Regions from separate parts of the Gossypium hirsutum genome. Here regions 1 and 2 are each linked to region 3. The links are chromatin contacts, called in public Hi-C maps. All regions are on one chromosome and are shown on one strand. Each heading gives the region's core, a stretch centred on a gene start, on an enhancer-like site or on the middle of the called end of the contact. The rest is flanking DNA. Distances are from core to core; before and after follow the strand shown.

The links. Hi-C and Micro-C count contacts between places; a contact is called where the count stands out from the background.
Region 1: a contact with region 3 is called in a Hi-C map of leaf, with 1.9 times the contacts expected there. The contact joins the promoter of LOC107922384 here to the promoter of LOC107921251 in region 3. A contact is called at or near these places in 2 of 34 Hi-C or Micro-C datasets (both in leaf).
Region 2: a Hi-C map of leaf shows a contact between it and region 3, with 1.7 times the contacts expected there. The contact joins the enhancer-like site here to the promoter of LOC107921251 in region 3. A contact is called at or near these places in 9 of 34 Hi-C or Micro-C datasets (callus, hypocotyl, leaf and 1 more).

Annotation. Positions count from the first base shown.
Region 1 is chrD01:48,866,752-48,870,200 of Gossypium_hirsutum_v2.1, forward strand. LOC107922384 (sphingosine-1-phosphate lyase) reads right to left here and starts at 1,649. Exons shown (of 15, transcript XM_016852400.2): 1 at 1,301-1,649; 2 at 1,128-1,173; 3 at 1-10. The coding sequence starts at 1,509.
Region 2 is chrD01:49,612,717-49,616,017 of Gossypium_hirsutum_v2.1, forward strand. No RefSeq gene overlaps it. Among protein-coding and RNA genes, the nearest start is that of LOC107921421, 9.5 kb to the right of the region's middle. Within about 2 kb of position 1,270, at least 6 of the 9 cell types and tissues checked have an H3K27ac peak or open chromatin away from gene starts, as enhancers often do. A contact at or near this core is called in leaf, where this site is marked.
Region 3 is chrD01:49,310,744-49,313,961 of Gossypium_hirsutum_v2.1, forward strand. LOC107921251 (stress-associated endoplasmic reticulum protein 2) reads left to right here and starts at 1,512. Exons shown (of 3, transcript XM_016851128.2): 1 at 1,512-1,689; 2 at 2,144-2,300; 3 at 2,611-2,826. The coding sequence starts at 1,687. The coding sequence ends at 2,657.

The DNA.
Region 1 (3,449 bases), core at 399-2,898, 440 kb before region 3:
TATCCACAACCTGCATTATTCAGACCGGTATATGTAACAAATTATATTCATCCAAATTTTCAAGACAAAATTTACTAAGACCTGACTGATTGGAACATAAAATCCACAAACAATATTTAAAAAACAAAATTACATGATGCATCTAGAGCAGATTTTAGTATTCTAGTTCTAGAAGAAGCAAGAACACAAGTGTCTCTACAACGTGTTGAAACAACAATCACAAGCCTTCTCTAATTCATGTTATAATTGATACTTATGCACTTCCGCAGAATTTCATCCAACAGGAGTTTAAAATATAATAGTTAAACGATGTAAGAAACACTTCCACTGAATTCACTATATAATCAATAAACAACATCCCTGATGGTGTCATTCAGGCTTTGGCTATTCTACACAAATATTCCAACATTATTTATCTCTCTTTGGCTCTTACAGTTCAATGAAAGCAGCACTCATTCTTAGTTTAAACAAATACACAGTAGCACTCATGCATAGTTTAAACAAATACACAGTACATTTCCATCTAGACAAACACCAAAAAAGCAAAAGAGTGCCACACTACAGTCTCACAACCCAAACTGCAAGCCCTTTTTTTTGAAATTCTATTTATGAGTTCCCTTATTAAATGCACAAAAAGTAGGTAAAAAAAATTATATCAATCAGAGAGAAAATTCTAAATAGCGCCAGCGACTATAACTGTAATACAAGAAATGAACTAATAATTCACTGATATAGAGTAAGGCCCTCTATGATGCCAAATAAAAGAAATCAAATAAATCCAAGGAACCGTACCATACTATAAAATGCAAGCCATTAATGTGTTTTCAGATATCCACAAACAGTAGTAGCGGCCAGCGTTGGAATTTTTATAGCATCATAATACTACTACACTAACAAATGCTATGAATGCAACTCAGCGGACGCGTATTAAATGCTTCCAGTTATTCCTGATCCAGTTACAATATATTCTTTCATTCATTCCCCAAACAAAAAGAAAATTAAATTTCTATTGTTAGGAACGAATCAAAACTAAGCATTAATCCGCAGCACGAATAAAACTGAGTGTATAAATCATTTAAAAAAATCAATAAATATGCCTTAAATTATAAGAATATATATAATCTGACCTTTTGCTTCTCTGCATCAATATAACTCTGAACACCAGGAACCAACCTTTTTTCGTAAAAAAAGAAGAAGATGTTTTTTTGCAAAATGGAGAACAAATTGATTAGTCAATGAAAATGAATATTTCCGCTCTGAAACGTAAATAAAATAAAACATATAAGTTTTAATAGATTACTTGATGGAACTCATGAACAAGGCTAAGACCGTAGCTTTGAGGCCTTTCTCGTGAATAACGGAAAGGAGCGAGTGAAGTAGACGGGCGATAAAGAGAGTGAGCAGAGGGGCGAGAAGCAGAGCCAAAGGTTCGAATTGTGAAAGGAAGAGATTGGCAGAAAGTCTGAAGCGAACTAAGAATGAATTCAACCAAGAAGAATAAGAATCCATCTTTGTTTTCTCCTGAAAAATTTAGGAAGAAGAGAGGATATGTGAAAGGGTTTATAATGTTGGGGTTGGTAATCGCGTGCAAGGCACGTCCCTTACTTGTGTTTTGGCGGGGGTGGATTGCGTGACATTGCCTCACTTTTCCTTCGACTTTCCTCGTTCCTACAAAACTAATAATTTATTTCATGAATTAATCCCAATCTCATTCTAATCAAAATGTTTTAATCCGTACTAACTCCATTATATTATTTATTTATTTCACAAATAATTGAAGTTGGAATATTATTCTACCTAAAAATTATGAATTACTTATTTATCACTTCTCTCTGAAATATTATCCTTTTTAATATAGAACTAAAAACGGGATAACATCAATTATATTATTTTGGAAGTTCGACTTATACGTATTATGATTTTGAAAGAATGCCAAGTTAAATTTCGACATGTTCCAAAGGAGCAAAATAATATTGCAGATTGCATGGTAAGGATGTCAAATGGAGATTTGAATGTGAAATGTTGCTTTGTTGAGCCACCTGAGGATGTTCGAAATTTACTGGAGAATAATATTCAACAGCCTAGACTCTTATTAGAGTCTTGTAATTAGAAGTTACTTTTATATCTTTTAACCTATATATATATATATTATTTACTTTAAAACTAAACTAAAAATGTAGGAATTGGTATTTTATTCATGAAAGCGCTGCTAAAACTTCAACTATGAAATTTAACGGTCATAATTATAAGGATGTAAATTCTAGTATTAAAAAAAAGGTTTAAAATTAGAAAGATTCATCAAAATATCCATTAGCTTTGAATATATGATGATAAAAACGATGAAGGGACAATTGAAATTTGTTTCGCTTTAATTTGACTCAATATCCATCGACGAGTAAAAGAACATATCTTAGATCCAAGTTGATCTGATGACCAGTGTTAGAGATCAGAGAAAAAACTGTTTGAATTTTGATTCGCAAATTTGTGACATCCAAAGTTGTTTCATGAAAAAAATCGAATTGTAGAAGAGAATGGAAAAGAGAGCTTCTGATTGGTGCAAACAGAGAAAGTCATATAGCATCAATTTTAACGGCCTAGTGACTTAAATGAAAAATTTTGAATAGTTAAGCGATCAAATTATAAGTTTTTTTAGTTAAGTGACCAAAACGATAACTTATCCATAATTTAGTGACTACTGGTATAATTTACCCCTTTTTATTTTGAAGGAAAGGTCAGGTGGGATTGATGATATACTCAAACTCTAATATTTATAAGACATAATTTACGATTTAGCCCTTGAAGTATAACTTTGGTACTTAAACTTTTTTTTTACCCAATTTGATACTTAAAGTATTAATTTGTTATGGTTTTGGTCCAACTTTTAACAGAAATAAAAAAAATCTGACGGCCAATCAAATAAAGCCACGTGGTTTGATCTATATTTTCATAAACTATTTTTTGGTTGAAAAGAAAAAATATATTATTAATATAATGTATTTCTTAATTATTTTTTTATTAAATTTCTTTTTCACCCCTTCTTGATCCTTCAACAAAAACCCATTTCTAAGAAAACCCAGATTTGCTTTTTCTTACAGTAATTCTTGTATTCTCCACTTCTAATTTTACTACATATCATATCTGTAACATCCCAAAAATCTCAATGTCACTAATAGTAGTGTTTGAAAAGAAAAATAGCAAAATTTCCCAAAAAGTAAGAGTTTATCAATTGAATAATGATAGTAAAGTCAAAATTTGACATTAGAAAAAGACAGTATAAATAGTAAAATTTCAGTAAAGATTAAATTGGAAATTTGTGAAAGATGGACTAAAAAAGGAGCTGATTGTAAAACATGGGAATTCTGGGCTGTTTTTAAGGATTAAATTGTAGAATAGTGAAATTTTGGATTTTAAGGACTAAATTGTAAAAACTACAAAATTTGATTTTCAGA
Region 2 (3,301 bases), core at 20-2,519, 300 kb after region 3:
TGATTTCGATTTTCAGGTTGCAACTTTTCTTGAGACTAGAATTAGTGGTCTAAAGGCTAACAAAATTATTTCCAAGCTTGGGTTTGATTGTTCGCGTAGAATTGAAGCTCGAAGGTTCTCCAAAGGTTTGTGGGTCTGCTGGAAAAAGAGTGTTCAGGTTCATGTGCTTAACAATGATCCATAGTTCATCCATTGTTGCATCAGGAATAACTTAGTTTTTAAGAAGATGTTTGTGACATTTGTTTATGAGAGCCCGAAAAAGTGATTGCGTAGTTTTCTTTGGGAGAGGTTGGATTATTTGGCTCAATCGATTAAGGAACCTTGGGTGTTAAGGGATTTCAACTCATTGTTATCTCCAGATGAAAAGAGAGGAGGTTGGCTAGCAATATTAGGTTGTAAGTTGTTTCAGAAATTCATTCAAGATAATGGATTATGGGACTTTGGTTTTAAGGGTTCGAAATTTACTTGGTGAAGAGGTGTAGTTTTTGAAAGGTTGGATAGGGCGATTGAGAATAGCGAGTGGTTCTATTATTTCCCAGATGTAGTTTTGTTTCACCTTCCCCAGCTAAAATCAGATCATCAACCCATTCTGATTTCTTCACTGTTGACAAGACAGACTCGACACAACAGACCATTCCATTTTTTTGTTTCTTGGATTAAACACCCTTCATTTTCACAACTTATTTAGCATAGTTGGAAAATGGGTTTAGATATGCCAACCAATCATGTTTCTCTTGTTTCTGATATGAAAAAGTGGAATAAAGAAGTGTATTACTATAAGGAAGCGCTTGTTGGTTCATTGTATTGAGAATATCTAAGTTGTTCTAGATCATAAGTGCTCGAAGTTTCTTTTGGATCTTGAAATGGATCTGTGTTTTGAATTTGAAAAATTTCTTGATGAATAAGAGTTAATTTGGTTGCAAAATTCCCGAGTAGATTGGATTCAAAAAGGAGACAGAAACACCAAGTTTTTCATAACAAAACTCTCTCTAGGCGTAAGTATAACAAGATCTCTGATTTGAAAATCGATGGTGTTTGCTACTATGGCGATAAAGAACTCCAGAGAGAAGCTGTTAGTTTTTTCTCATTGTTGAATTCTTTAAATGACCAAAATTGGGCTACATTTCCTCTACATGGTTTTTTTCCACGGATCGATTTACATGATATGAAATCCCTAATTAGGGAAGTTACAATAGAGGAAACCTGAAACTCTGTCTTTAGTATGGGGCCCTTGAAGGCTCCAAGACCAAATGGCCTTCATGCCTTATTTTATCAGAACCAATGAGAGACGGTAGGTCAGGATGTGTACAATTGGGTTCAAGGAGTGTTTTCGGGCCAGCCTTTTGAACGAAGTATTAACAGAACTCTTTTGGTTCTTATTCCAAAAAACCAAAGTCCTGATTCCATTTCTCAATTTTGCCCAATAATTCTCTGTAATGTTTTACTTAAGATTGTGACAAAGATTATTGCTAATCGACTCAAGCCTATTTTTCCTTCACTTATTGCACAAAATCAAGTGAGCTTTATTACTGGAAGATATATTACAGACAACATAATTGTGGCTCAAGAGATAGTGCATTCGATGCGTATCATGAAAGGAAAGAAGGGTTGGATGGCTATAAAAGTAGACCTGGAAAAAGCGTACGATCAAACCCAATGGGATTTTATTGAAGACACTTTCTTGGGTGTTGGTTTTCCTATGTTGTTGGTGAGAGTTATCATGGAATGCTCATCTTCTGTTTCTTTGCAGGTTGTGTGGAATGGTAACCTTTTAGATGTGTTCAGTCCATTAAAAAGTTTACATCAAGGCTGTCTACTTTCACCATATCTTTTTGTTCTTTGTATGGAAAGGTTGGGACATCTTATCCATAAAGAGGTGGATGATAAATCTTGGAGGCCTATTTCTTTAGGGAAGAATGGTCCAAAAATTTCACACATTTTTTTTGTTGATTACCTCTTTTTTTTTTTACAAAAAAAATATGGATCAAGCAAGAACGATAAGGGAAGTTTTGGAGATTTTTGGTTTGGCATTGGGACATAAGGTTAACACTAAAAAAACAAATGTTTTCTTCTCCAAAAATGTTGCCTCCGATGCTGTTGCCGAAATCTGTACTGTTCCTGGGTTTAAAGCAACAACTGATTTGGGAACTTATTTGGGCATGCCTTTGTTCCATCAACAGGTGACAACTAGTACTTTCAAATTTATGATTGATAAGGTTTGAAGGAAACTAGATGGATGGAATGCTAAACTTCTTTCTTTAGCAAGAAGAGTTACGCTTGCTTAGTCAATTATTCTGGCCATTCCAAATTACTTTATGCAAACTGTCAAGATTCCTTCAAGTGTTTGCACGATCATAAAAAAATAACTCGCGACTTTGTTTGGGGAAAATCATCAACTAGTCATACGCTTTCCTTAGTTAAATGGTTAGACTGTTGTCAGCCTCTGTCAAATAAGGGGTTAGGTATTCACAACTTTAAGACTCAGAATGATTCTTTTCTGTTGAAATTGGATTTTAACCTACTCACGAATAAAAATGCATTATGGGCCAGGGTTCTTCGATCCAAGTACAAGTTTACAGATGAGGTTCCACTTGATATTTTGAGAAGTTCGTGTTAATTTGTTTGGAGATCTCTTGCAAAAATTTGGCCACTTTTATGTCAAAACATTGGATGGTCAATGGGTGACGAGACTCTTGTTAAATATTGGACAGATACTTAGATTACTAATATTGGTCCTCTAATTAATTTATGCCTTAATATGAATCTTATCGATTGTTTGGCTACACTTCGAGATATGACTGCGACTGATGACAATTGTTACTGGTCCTACCTAAACAGGATTTTGGATAATAATTCCCTTTCTTATATTGCAGTTATCCCTGCCCGAAGCCCATTAGTTGGTCCTGATGCTTTGGTTTCGAGATGTTCGGCTAATGGGTTATTTACGGTGAAGTCAACTTATAACTCTCTCATGAAAAATCTTTTACATCCTACGGAGGGAAAATAGAGGCTTGCTTGGCATTTCGATGGCCCACAATGTGTCAAACAATTCCTTTGGTTGGTTTTTAAAGAATGGTTACTCACTAATGTTGAATGCCATAGAAGAGGTATGTCTAATAATCCATTATCCATGTTCCAGAATCATCAGTGGAAGCCACTTACACTAGGATCCATTAAATTTAATGTGGATGGGGCACATAATCCTTATTCGGGGCTAGCATCTTTGGCGGCTATGGCTAAGGATGAATGTGGCAATTGGCTTTGGGGAATCGGAAGAAACATTAGGAGAAGTAACATTGAG
Region 3 (3,218 bases), core at 262-2,761:
TTCAAAAATCCTTTATCTGCTCCCTAATTGAACAAACTTCAATGGTCAATCGATTAACTGAATTAATTTGGTTCAATCGGTTTATTCAATTTTTTCTAATGAAGGATTATTATTCTATTTGTAGATTAAGAAAATGTTCATAAACGAGTTTAGGATGACGCTAACAGCTTTAGATTGCACTAAAATGGTAACAAAATAATAGATTATGACATGTGAATAAAAAGAATTATTTTTAAATTTATAAAAAGTATAAATATTAAATATTTCTTTAGTTGAGATGATAAGATTGAGAGAGTAGAATTTATGATATTTTAGGTTGGAATATGTGTACATATTTTCTAGATTTTATATAAAAATATAAGAATACCATTAAAATAATATTTTATCCTTTGTAAAAATAAGAGTTAGTAAATTCATATAGATAATGATATAAGAGTTAATTGTATTATACATCCCCAAACTATGATCTTTACTTTAAACTAGTCTCTAAATTTTAAATTATTTTAATTGCATCCTCAAACTATCAATGTTATATCAATCAGGTCCTTCCATTATTGAAATCGTCAATTTAACCATTAAATGACATATAAAATATTATACGACAATTTAAAATGAAAATTTTAAAGAAAATTAAATAGTTGTACTTATTGCATAACTTTTTAATTAAATACTAATAAAAAAGTAAACAAAAAAAAAGAAAGAGAGAGAGAGTGAATGCTAGTTTTTGTAAATGCTTCGAAAACCTCAAAACCATATTTTTACAACATTCATTTCCACAATATTAATTTTTCTTTAAAAATTTTTCATTTTAAATTATGTCACATAAAATTTGACGTCTCTTTTAATGGTTAAATTAACGATTTTAATAAAGGAATGGCCTTATTGATATAACATTTCAATGGCGAAGCCAAGGGGTTGGCAGGGGCCCCAACACACCCTAAAATGGAAAAAATTTCATTTATGCCCCTTTATAATTTATAAAATTTTAAATTAGTAATGGTAAAATTGCACTTTGGCCCCCAAAAATGATAAAAAATTGAGTTAATACTTTAAAAATTATAAAGATATAAGGTATTAAAATGGTGAAATTGTATTTTTACTATCGTAAAAATAAATAATTTAATTCCGCCCCCCGCCCCCAAAAAAGATTATGGCTTCACCCTGGTAACATTGATAGTTTGAGGATGTAATTAGAATATTTTAATGTTCGATGATCAATTTAAAATAAGTCATAATTTGGAGACGTTTGATGTAATTAACTCATAACTATATCCGAAAAGTTTTCACTAATTATCCATAAAAGAAACATCTTTCTCTATTGCTAAAGAGACAAAATAGAAAAACAGGCTTAACACAATTATTGAAACTAAAGCCCATAGATCTGCCCATTTAAACAAAAAGGTATACGTGTACCAAGCAACCAACTACATCGCGCCACGTTTACCAATTTGCGTGAGCAAACCAATCAGGACGAAGTCCATGACCCTTCATTTAACGTAGGATGAATTTAATCAGCAGCATACATAGCCCCTTATAACGACAGCCCGGGACATTTTCGCGAATCGAGGAATAACCCCCCCCCCCCCCCACACACCCAAAGAAAAATCGTCGCCGTAAAAGAAAGAGAAGAATTTCGCCTGAAATTTCATTCGCTTTCTCGACCGGCTACCTCTTCTCTCCGACATCATGGTAATCTTTTGATTTCTTCTTTTCTTTCTTTCTTTTTTTTTTTTGCATATTATATGAAACGATCTGAGCTATGTTTTCTTACGCTTCAATTTATCTTTTTCGAATTAAACCGGTTGCAGACTTATATAGATTGTAGATCTCAATTTAGCATATTTATGTCCTCAATAATTTAATCATGTGCTTGTTCGAATTTTTTTGAATGAATTAGGTAGACGGACCTTGAATCAGCCCTTTTAGTACTATTCATCATTTTATTCTCAATATTGAGCATTTGTGAATTTTGTTTCTTTTCTTATCAAATTTCGAGTTATAAAAAAAGTGGGAAAAGTAAGAACACCAGTGTTTTTCCTCCAGTATAAATGCTAAATCCATCACCATGATCGAAAATATGTATAAACTATTTCTTTTTTTAAATCTAAATTTAAATGGGATCCCTCTGATCTGGTTTGTGCAGACAACATCAAGGCGCATTGCAGACAGGAAAGTGTTGAAGTTCGAAAAGAACATAACAAAGAGAGGAGCTGTTCCTGAAACAAGCACAAAAAAGGGGAAGGATTATCCTGTTGGCCCTATGTTGCTTGGGTTCTTCGTTTTCGTTGTCATTGGATCATGTAAGATTCCTGGCTGCTTATCTTTTCACCATTATATGTCCTTGGATATTTAGCATTGACTTTTGTTGTACCAAATACAATACATGATTTTGCTACCGATATGTTCAGCACGTTCTCATAATGTGTGTTGTTTCACCGGTGAATATTCTAATTTTGTTCGGTATGGACCTTATTAGCATGATATTTGGGAACTCGAATTTTAAGAGATGAATTTAGTTTTCTAAAATGGTGTTAGTTGTGTGATAAAACACATAAATATCATGACCTTGCAGCACTGACTTAAATCTTGTTTTTTTTTCATCTGTTTCAGCTCTCTTCCAGATTATCAGGACAGCGACCAGTGGAAGCATGGCATAAGGCTGCATATAGCCCATGTTAAAAAAAATGCAGAAGAGACTTGTTATGTTCTTTTTCTATAAGTTTTGTAGCGAACTGATGATATAATATGTTTACTAGATATGCGTTGTAACTCATGTTGTGAAGATTTCAAAAATTGAATAAGACCTCCCTTTCGTGTCTTTTTCTATTTTATATCCTTCTTTTTGCATGTTTCTTTTGTGAATAAATAATTTATGAAATGGGCCAAAAGCATGCCTCCCGTGATGTTAAAACACAATAGATACACGTGGTTGTTTAATGTTGGCACTATTCATGGTTTGAAGTTTTCACAGTAATAGATTGTTTGATTCACGCCTCATGTGAAAAATGAAAGGGTGGATGCATAGAACCTTTCAATAAGATTGTGCTTTTTTAACTCTCATAATGGAATCTATTCCAAACATATATGCCATGGTTCCTTACTTCGACAGCGTACAAATGCTTAAATTTGATATTTTTAGATGTTTTTTCAGACTTATTGTCGATACTAAGTAGCAGTCAAAATTTTATATCCATTTTTTATGGTATTATGCATGGATC